2 separate regions of the Sus scrofa genome follow, and region 1 is linked to region 2. A link is a contact called in public promoter capture Hi-C data. All regions are on one chromosome and are shown on one strand. The core of a region is the stretch at or near the end of the contact, and the rest is flanking DNA. Distances in the headings are between cores, read along the strand shown. Region 1 holds the start of DSEL (dermatan-sulfate epimerase-like protein). Region 2 holds the start of TMX3 (protein disulfide-isomerase TMX3).

The links. Promoter capture Hi-C pulls out the DNA fragments that hold promoters and counts their contacts.
Region 1: a promoter capture Hi-C map of fetal liver shows a contact between it and region 2, with 4 times the contacts expected there. The contact joins the promoter of DSEL here to the promoter of TMX3 in region 2. A contact is called at or near these places in 3 of 5 promoter capture datasets (fetal liver, fetal skeletal muscle and liver), 8 of 47 Hi-C or Micro-C datasets (blood, embryonic fibroblasts, heart right ventricle and 2 more) and 2 of 2 datasets of contacts at active chromatin or transcription factors (alveolar macrophages and skeletal muscle).

The regions. Positions count from the first base shown.
Region 1 is chr1:154,916,436-154,921,424 of Sscrofa11.1, forward strand. DSEL (dermatan-sulfate epimerase-like protein) reads left to right here and starts at 2,897. Exons shown (of 3, transcript XM_021099387.1): 1 at 2,897-3,256; 2 at 4,074-4,989. The coding sequence starts at 4,945. LOC110261617 (a long non-coding RNA gene) reads right to left here and starts at 2,636. Exons shown (of 3, transcript XR_002345981.1): 1 at 2,530-2,636.
Region 2 is chr1:153,985,953-153,990,640 of Sscrofa11.1, forward strand. TMX3 (protein disulfide-isomerase TMX3) reads left to right here and starts at 2,068. Exons shown (of 16, transcript XM_005654478.3): 1 at 2,068-2,330; 2 at 3,254-3,308. The coding sequence starts at 2,285.

The DNA.
Region 1 (4,989 bases), core at 1,647-4,146, 930 kb after region 2:
TTGAAGAATTTAACAAAAGAAAGGATGAGAAAAGAAAAGAAAAGAAAAAAGTAAAGAAGGAAATAGGCAGGAGGAAAAAAGGAAGCCTCTGCCTTGGGCAATCTAGTCCAGAAAGCATTATCTGTGTTGTAAATAGTGTGGCTGGGGGTAGAGTTAAAAGATATTCAAATTAAAAAACAAAACAAAACAGCTTTTTATTAAGTGCTTTGAAATCACGAGTAAAATCTCATGTAGATTTAAGGTCTTTTTATATAGCAGGAAATCCCTAGAGCGATAGACTGTGTGGTTCTTCCCTTATATTAAAATAAGATACTGCCCCAGGATTCTGAATTTAGCAGCTGTTGGTATATGTGTCTCTTGCTACACTCATAAAGATTTTTAAAGCTCAGTAATATAACATATAGCTCATCCCTTCTATGGTTGGATGAATTATTTATAATTAACTAACTTTGTGCAGTCTTCATGTGTGGAAGGGGCAATAATTGGACCTATCCATTTTTAGTTCACAGGAAACAAGATGCTTTTCATTTTTCATAGTGCCATTTACCTACCACACTTTCTGCCAATGATTTGAATTGTTCAGCTGTAGCATAGCTTCTGTTTTATTTCAAAGCACTCACAACTGGGAGACGATGCCAGTTCAGAGTGCATTAGCCTGAAAGCTCATTTGGTAATGCTGAGAGGTGAGGGCCATCCCCCGGCTTTAGCACAGATGCATGGGGCAAACCTGAGAGCCACAATGTCTGCACCTGAATTCATTCATCTGTAAAGTGAAAATGATCATATTGATGTTAAATCCTAAAAAGAAAAGGATTGGCTGGAAGTTAAAATATTCCCCTGGAAAATGTCTGTGTTCATTCTAAGTCTCCACCATCCACCTTGCCTTAGCATCATGAGGCACTTTGGATCCACAGAACAGAGGAACCCTGTCCACACATTTTGTTCTGAGAAATGGTCTGCATGTTTACTCACTATGTTTACACAGATTCTTAGTCAGTTTCCAAAGCTTCCTCTTTGCAGAAAATTATAAGAATCTCTGTTTGGACTCCTCTTACCCCCAACTCCACTCTCTCCCATAAGTGAGGCTGAAAGCCCTTGGTCATCTTTTTTCATCTGGGTCACACAGGGGGGACAGTCCAGATGTTTACAGGAAGTTCTGTCCCTGGAGTTCCAAGGAGAATCCTTGTTTCAGAATGGACCTCAGTGGAGGAGACAATGCTCTATGTGAGTCCAACTGCTGAAGGTTCAACTTATTTCAAACACAGATACTGCCCTTATGAAGGGCACTAAGAGACTGCTCATGACCTGAAACAGATTTAAACAGAACACAGGAGTCAGCCAGGGAAAATACTAAGCATAAAACAAATGATCTAAAGGCTGAATATAGATACAAATCATAGAGAGCTAGAGTAATTCATTCTGGTTAGGGAAAATCTAGGGTGTATTTACAGACAAACTTAAGCATCTGTGCTGAGACAAGTATGATAAGAGAAGTTCAACAGTCAGAAAAAATTCAACTAGTAAATGGAGATGTTGGGCAGAGAATGCTATGCAGGAAGGAACAGGATAAGCATAGTTATGAAAGCACCAAAACAAAAGCCAGTTTGGCTATTTGGACTGGAGGAGGGTCCCCAAGGAGATAAAAGAGAAGACCGATGAGGAGATAGAGGCCACATTTCACCTCCCAGGTGAATTATTTTGAAATTTATTCTGCCAGCAACATCTACTGCTTGGTTTTACCACTAAGTGATCTAAGGCACTCACTTTTTAATAGGCACATCTGTTCATTTTACCAAAATGGGATGGAATAGGAGGAAACTGAAGGTGTCATCAATTCCCAACTGGGGAGGGGTTGTTCATTTGAAACAATTGATATTTCACAGTTTTCCTATTATTACTAAGTTATCTGTGATGGTAGAGGGCAAACCTTAGGTTGACTCCTGCTGAAATGTAATCTCAGATGTCTGAGAAGTTCCCTATGTCCGGTAACATAGGAGTCACCGCTGCTCTACGAGTACCAAAGTCTGGAATTGCACACACATATGATGGTACCTGAGCCACACTTTCTTCGATGCCTGTGGGTCTTAATTCCAGGTTCCATTTCTTTAATAAGAAAGAGATTCCTTTCATCTGTTTGTCCCATATTTTCCATATTTATACCGCTGGAGAACTTATTTCAATCAATAAAGGTGATTAGTCTTTTTTGTTTTCCTCTGATTTTTAGTATCTGTGCTCTGGAGGTCAGTGTCATATTAATCTGGTACATTGATTTTGCATTTCTAAATGACACCAACCTCAGCCAGGCTGACTCACATTCATTCACTGCTCAGTCGTTCCTAAAGGGTGCTTCCCGATATCCCACAGCGTCATCCTGCCCGGCCCGCTTCTCCCAACAGTTCTAATCCTACCCAGAACATTCTCTCATCTCCCTCTCCCTCCGAGCCCTGTTTGATCGTCCTTTCCTTACAACCAAAGGGGAAATATCAGCAGAGACCTCCCGCCAGCCGGGAGAAGTCTTCAGACACTCACACTCTCAAATTTCCGCCCGCTCGGGCCCCGCTCGTCCCATACCGCAAGGCAGCCACTGCAGCCGGGAACACGCAAGCTTAAGAGACTCCTCCGGTTCGGATCTCGGGGGCGGGGGGGCCGCTGGCCCCACCCCCCTGCCCCGCCTCTCTCCAGCCCCGCCCCACAACCTGCACCCCAGATCTCCTGCTCTCGCTCTCCCGGAGGCCCGAGGCCCTGAGGCCACGCCCCATCTTTTCCCGCCCCGCCCACAGCCCGACTCGCGGTCCCTCGCCCTCCCAGGCCCAGAGGCCCCGCCCCTGCCCCGCCCTCGTTTCGTTCCCGCCCCGCCCCCTGCCCGCGTCGCCGTCTCTCGCCCTCTCCGGGCCGCGCCGCCGGAGCTGGCACTGAGGAGCGGCGGCCGCGGCGGCATTGGGACCTGGGGACGCCAGCGCTCCGCTGGACACTGCGTCCCCCGAGAGCGCCCACGGCGCGCGCATCTGCCTTCTGCGGTCCGGGGCTGCCCGGGGGCGTCCGGCGTTTCCCGAGAGCGGGCGTGTCCAGTGCCGGGCGGGAGACGAGCGCGGGGCCACAGCCTGTTGGAGCGCTGGGGGTGCCGGGCAGGGGGCGCGGGGAGCCCTGCCGGGGACCAAGCGGCCCGTTTCCTTGTGCAGAGCAGTTTTCTCGAACTCTCCGCCTCCGTCTCGTTGGGGCCCACCGCTGCCGGGAGACCCCATCCAGACCTACCAAGGTAAGCAGACTCGGCCATTTAGGGGTCTCTTGTCCCCAATCCACAGCCGGAGGTCGGGGATGGGGAGCGGGGGATAGAGTTGGCCTGTTCGTAGGAAGCGAATAAAAAAAAATGCAACAGGCAGGCAGGGCGGATCAGGAAACTCCTAGCGTTAATGTTTCCCACAGAGAGGAGACTTGTCCAAGACTGAAACTTGCTTAGGTTCTTCAGAAGCCAAGACGGGCAGCTGCGAAGCCGCTCCTTAAGTCTGGGTCTGAGCTCCCTCTGGTGGCTTCTTGTAAGGATGTAAAACGAGGCACAGGCGAGAGAGATTGGAGCAGAGCTCCCACACGTTGTCATGACTTCTCCTTGGAGAAAAGTGCCTGTTCTTGGTAGTTCCCCTTGCAAAGACACCTTCTGATCCCTTGAAACCTAAACCCTCGAACTGAATCAAAATGGTCCTTTCAACTTTCGCTTTTTGTCTCTGAGTCCTTCATGATCCAAACAAGAATGACAGCAGGACTCACCTTGTATTAACTGCACTTGAATTAAAAACATTTTACAAGACTAAAAGCAAGCCACACAGTTAAATACTCCGGGGTAAGTTCTGTCTTGTAGCGCTTGTCTTCTGCCACTATTCATTGTTATCCTAATGTGTGCATTGAAAAGTATAAGAAGAAAAAAGAATCATTTGGTCAAACTTAGATTGTACTTAATAACAGATTTTATTGTGATTCTAAAATTTCTATGAAGGGATGGTAGAGCATTTAAATCTTCCGTTTTTGTCCATTCCCAGCCTACCAGTAGCTTCAGAGAATTTGTTTTGTTTTTCCTCCAGAAAAAGAGTGTCATGAAAAAGGAGCAGAAAGGAGACCTCACTGTTGGTGAAAGGGGAGTTTTCTTTCCCAGTTGGTGGTTACTTCATGATTGGAAGAGAAGTACCTAGGTGGCTGAAGAGATGAGATTTTCCTAGTCATACTGATGAAGCTGATAAACGAAGACAGGAAAATGCTTTCTCTGGGTCATAATGGGCTGATGAGTAAGTAAGCCTGGAAAGACAGATCTGAAATGAGGGCAAGAATTTTGAGTGTTTTAAAACCAAGTAGGACTTTGAACACTTGTTGAGGATATTTTTATCTCAAAAATGGAGGAAGAAAAAATTCTCAAAGCAGGAAGTGTAAAAAGCTGAGAGGAGTAACAACCTAATCCTCTCCAAGAATTTCAGTACTTCATCAACTTCTCTGGACACACACAAGCAAAGGCATCAGGCATCCTATCACAGGTGGTGGTATCCTACGGCAGGAATGATTTCTTAATTTGGATTTGGGAGTGCTTTTTCTTTTTCACAACGTGTGTTTCTTGACTCGTCAAGTTAGGTAGATTGATGTCAAGGAAGTAAATTGTGAATTCATAGTATGTTTGACCTCTGTTTGCTGTGTGATATGGGAAAATTAGAGGTTTTAACCTTCCTTGAAGCTTTATTGAAAGCAGTACTGCGTCAGGGACACAGACCCACAGTATAAGTTTTCTTTTTGGTGACTGTGCTTATTTTGAATGAGCAGAATGTTAGCTGGATTTCACAGCGTATGTGATTTACAGTCTTTGTTTTATCAAGGCCTTAAATGTATGTTTTAAACTCACCAGATGGGAAACACATTGAGTGCTGTGTGTGACACGTACGCCTAAGGAGAGGAACTCCCCGATGGATCATGGCGTTAATGTTTACAGGACATTTCTTATTTTTAGTGTTAGTG
Region 2 (4,688 bases), core at 818-3,317:
AAACTGCTCTTAAAAAATAAAGCCATTTTTAAAGAAAATGCAACATAGAAGATTTTTACTAAGATAGCAAACGTGGTAATAATACTCAATGTAACTGATGCAGATTATTTTATGCAAGCTTCAAGGGATGAAAATAGCATGGCTGGTTCAGTGGGGTACTGTTATTAGCGGTACAGAGTTGGGGAGGATGGGACAAAGGGAGGGAAGGTACAGTAAACAATAGATGATGAAAGTACTAGCACATAGTATAGAGAGCTATTTTTCTTTCTTTCTTTCTTTTTCTTTTTTTTTTTTTTCTGTCTCTTTAGGGCCACACGCACAGCATACAGAGGTTCCCAGGCCAGGGGTCAAATCAGAGCTGTAGCTGCTGGACTATACCACAGCCATAGCAACGCCAGATCCGGGCCACATCTGCAACCTACACCACTGCTCACGCCAAAGCAGATCCTTAACCCACTGAGTGAAGCCAGGGATCGAACCTGTGTCCTCATCGATGCTAATCAGATTCTTCTCCATTGAGCCACGATGGGAACTCCTAGAGAGCTATTTCATTCTGTATCCCATCGAGTAATGTTAAAGTTTAAAGTAAAGTGATTTTATATTAAAGTTGCTAGATTTCTGAAACATCAATCTAGCAAGTGATGCACAGGTTGCCTTCAAGGTGAAACTAAAGTCTAGGAGCCCGTTTAGGAGGCTATTTCAATTATCCAAGTGAGAGAAGAAGAGAACTTGACCTGGTGGTAATGGAGATGGAAAAAAAAGGGGACAAATTGAAGAGATATTTAGGCAATAAAAGCAACAAGATGTGGCAACCAGTTGAATATGGAAAATATTAAGTTGGGAAGTGCCTAGCATAACTTCTGGAGAAATTGGTCAAACATTTGTACCATTAACCAAAATAGGGTGACTGAAAAAGGAGACAGGGAAGAGGGAGGGAGAAAATTCTAGGGCAGAAAAAAATCCTAATAGTATCCTGTAACAGAAAGAATGCCAGCACTAGAGTCTGACACTTTATGTCAAATAGCAACCCCATTATTTTAAATTATTAAGCCAATTACCTTTTCTATGACCCTGGATCCTCATTTATACTATTTCTTACTTTGAGAACTTTCAATGAAGATTAAATATTTATGTATGTTAAACTCTTAGAATAAACTATATGCTCAATTTAAAAATATAATATTTGAATCTGCCAAAGGCCTGCACTGGATACTATGCAGATTCCATGAAAAGGCTGAAACCTAGGGCTTGCTCTCAATCAGATTACAACTTAATCTTCTAATCATTAAGAACAGCAGGTGTTTTATGGGATTTCTTCCTGGTGGAATTTTGAACCTAAGGTGAGTGGGCTGACATCATAATCCATTTCTGTCCTCGTAACACACCGTTCAATAACTGACTTAATCTAAATCCTCTATTTCACCTCCTATAAAATTTTGATCTAAGTCAGATGCAGTTCCTGCAGCAGTCACTATTGTATAAAGCTGTACTGCTTTTATAAATTACTTTTGTTATGTAGAAAAACTGCAATATTAACACCTTATAGCGAGTATTTTACTTATTTTAACAAGAGAACAGGAACAAATTATCAAAAAATTATGTCCTTCAATCAACTTCATGTTTTCAAATTTCAAGAGAAACAGTTCTTTTAAAGGGACTATTTTAGTTGGCAAAAACACATTAATGGAGCTTACTACCATAAAACAGATCTCCCATTTTGCAAACAGGGTGAAAGATTTCAAATTCATTATGGAGATACATGGAAAGTCACGCAGCAATCCACAGCTTCTTTCTACCCATAGCTAACACAGACCTCTTTTCACGAATTTGATTGCTAACGGCACATGAGCAGCAGGTGAGAGGTGACAAAATCCAATCTCAAGCGTTCAGTCTACCTCACCTTCCGCGCAGAAAACAGCGGGCATTTAATTTTCCGGAAGTCCCTCTATCCTAGTCCCCACACACCACTCCGCCCCCAAAGGAAGGCGCCCCCGCTCCAGGTTCCCACGCTCCCGGAGGAAGCCAGGGCGCTGCTTTGAAGTCGTGACCGCGCATGCGTTCCAGTTCCGCGCAGGCGCTGTAGTTCCGCGCATGCTCAGAGGCGAGGTGGCGGTTCTTGGGAGGATACCAGAGGCCGGCCTGCTGCGCCCCCGCCCCTAGCGCCGAGCTTCCCTTACGGGCACAGGCCAGCCGGCTTCCCTTTCCGGAAGCGCAGGCGGCGGCCGCCGGTGTTCTTTTCTCTTCCCTCCGCAGTGTCGGCTTTTGCAGCTCCTTTGCGGCGAGCATGGCGGCTCGGAGTCGCGGGGCCGCCTTGGGGCTGTGCGCCACAGGTAAAGGCCGCTTGGGCGGTGCGGGAGGGGGCGGGGACCCTCGCCCAGGTGGGATAGGGTGCGGGGCTGGAGCAGGGTCTCGGCAGTGGGGGCGAGAGGCCTGAGGGGGTTGCCGCCGAAGTACTCTCCTGATGGTGGTCCGGTGACCGGCAGCCTTACGGTCCTCCCCCAGCGCAGCTTCACAGGAGACCCGTGCCTTGCAGTGGTTTCTGTTCTCGGTTCGGCAAGAAGTTTCAGAAGCGCCGACTCCTTCACTAGTGGCCAAACCTTGCTTTGCCTTTAGGTTCTTAATTTTGTCACATCTGAAGAGTTTTTAACCTTCGCGGGGGCTAAAGAGAGGGAGGGTCAAGGACCGATTACGGTCAGGTCTTACGGGCTGTGCGGTGTGAGAACTGATCTGAACGTGTGTTGGCCCTTCCCAGCCTCGTGCCATCATCAGAAGTACCCCGGTTCTCACCGTGATATGGCCACTTACAGAGCAGCCTCTTAGTTCCCACTACATTCTGTAGTCAGTATTAGAAGTGTAGCTCAATTTTGTTTCTATATATCAGTGGTGAGAGGGGTAGTCTTTTGAATGGTGTTTGAAATTTATAGAGATAAATTCTGCTAGAGAAAAGGAGATGAAGAAGATGAATTTTCATCTTTACTACAAAAAGATGGAAAAGTAAAAGGGAAAAATAGGATGAAAGTAAAAATATGTAAAAAAAGAACTTCCGTGCCTTAGATTTTTTAGTTTACGTAGAACTTGCTGTCAAAATGTCGTTGCATGCAGATTAAATATTTTTTAAACAGGTGAACAATGCTTGTGCCCTGGGATAGATAAATGATGATGTTTTGATAGGTTGTAAAAAAACAAAATATTTTATAGGTGACTAAGTATGTAAGCCAGAAGGTAAATCAGCATTTATTCTTTTCTTTTTCAGTTTTTTTACTTGATGTGGCATTCTGTAAAGGATTTGTAGAAGATTTAGATGAATCGTGAGTATATATGTTTTTAAATAGTGTCTTAAACTTTTTCCAACTGAGATGTTACCAAAATATTTGTATGAATCTAATATTTTTAAAAAATTATCTTGTCTTATCGAGCACTTAATCTACACCACATAATTTTCTAATTCCGTATGGAGTTAGAAATTTTTTTAAGTATAGGTGATGTAAAATATATTAGCTTAAAGCGTACAACATAGTATGAATCTAATCCTTTGATAATAGAGACAGTAATGGCCAGTGTTAATACAACAGTAATTTTGTTCCAGAAATTGCCATCAGTGCTATATATACAAAACAGGATTGGGCGCAAAAGAGTTTTAAGGACAGTTAAAAGATCAAAAAAAAAAAAAAATGGCACTCTTCTATTTTAACCATTTTACCTTGTATATTTGTTATATATTTTGCCTTTAGTTGCTACTAAGTGGGTGCTGGAATTTGGTAACCACATAGTAACACAGCATTAATCACAAGTCATTGTTTATAGCAGGTGAAATCCTGCCTCAATCCAAAATCCTGTGCATGATTTTTCACGCCTGACTCCAGCAATTACTAGGCTTTTGCTGGCAGGCCTCCAGGGGGAAGCTGCCCTCCCCACACCAGATTTGGTACACAGCCAAGGCTTTGCAGTCTCTGGAGGGAGTTGTAGTCATAGACTCAGGCCCCCAGGTCAGCAGTGCTGTCTGTCTTATCTGCATACTCAGCCTCTTTTGGAGGCCTCAGTGTTAGGGGCAGCCTCCCCTAAGGCATTTCAGAGGTATCTCTGCTGAGACCATCTGCCTTATTGACAGGCTTGGGTGAGGCGCATTTTTCCACTTGGACTCAGTACCTTTCCACTATTGTCCCTTTCCTGTCTCCCTCCCTCTGCGCATGGGTCCTGAGAGGCAGAAGCCTTGGGTTCAGTGCTCCTGGGCAGTGAGGTGGATTCCTTTGTGCTATGTTGCCTGACCCTCACCTGTTCCAGTTCTGCTCAGAAAAATGGAACACCGAGGAGCTGGCCCCTTATTTATTTATTTATTTATTTTGCCTCTTGGCTTGCATTGTCTCAGTAAGTGAATAAAGCCTTGATTGTTACTTTCAGTTTGGCTTGTTGTCCTAATTACACCTCTACACAAGGAAATGTCTGCTTGTTCTCGGACCCAGTTAGCATCCTTATGAAGTCAGGTTACTTAGTCTGTAATGCAACCCAAGGCTTAAGTGACAAATTTCTGGACATGGAGGAAGCAGCCACCATGAAGAGAGCAGAGACTGACTACCACAAAGAGTGACAGTGAGAGGGACCTGGGCACCCTCTCCTGTATGACCTGTGCAAGAGCCTTTCCAGAAAGATCTGAGGGTTAGTGTGGTTATTCAGTAATGGGGTCTCAGGGG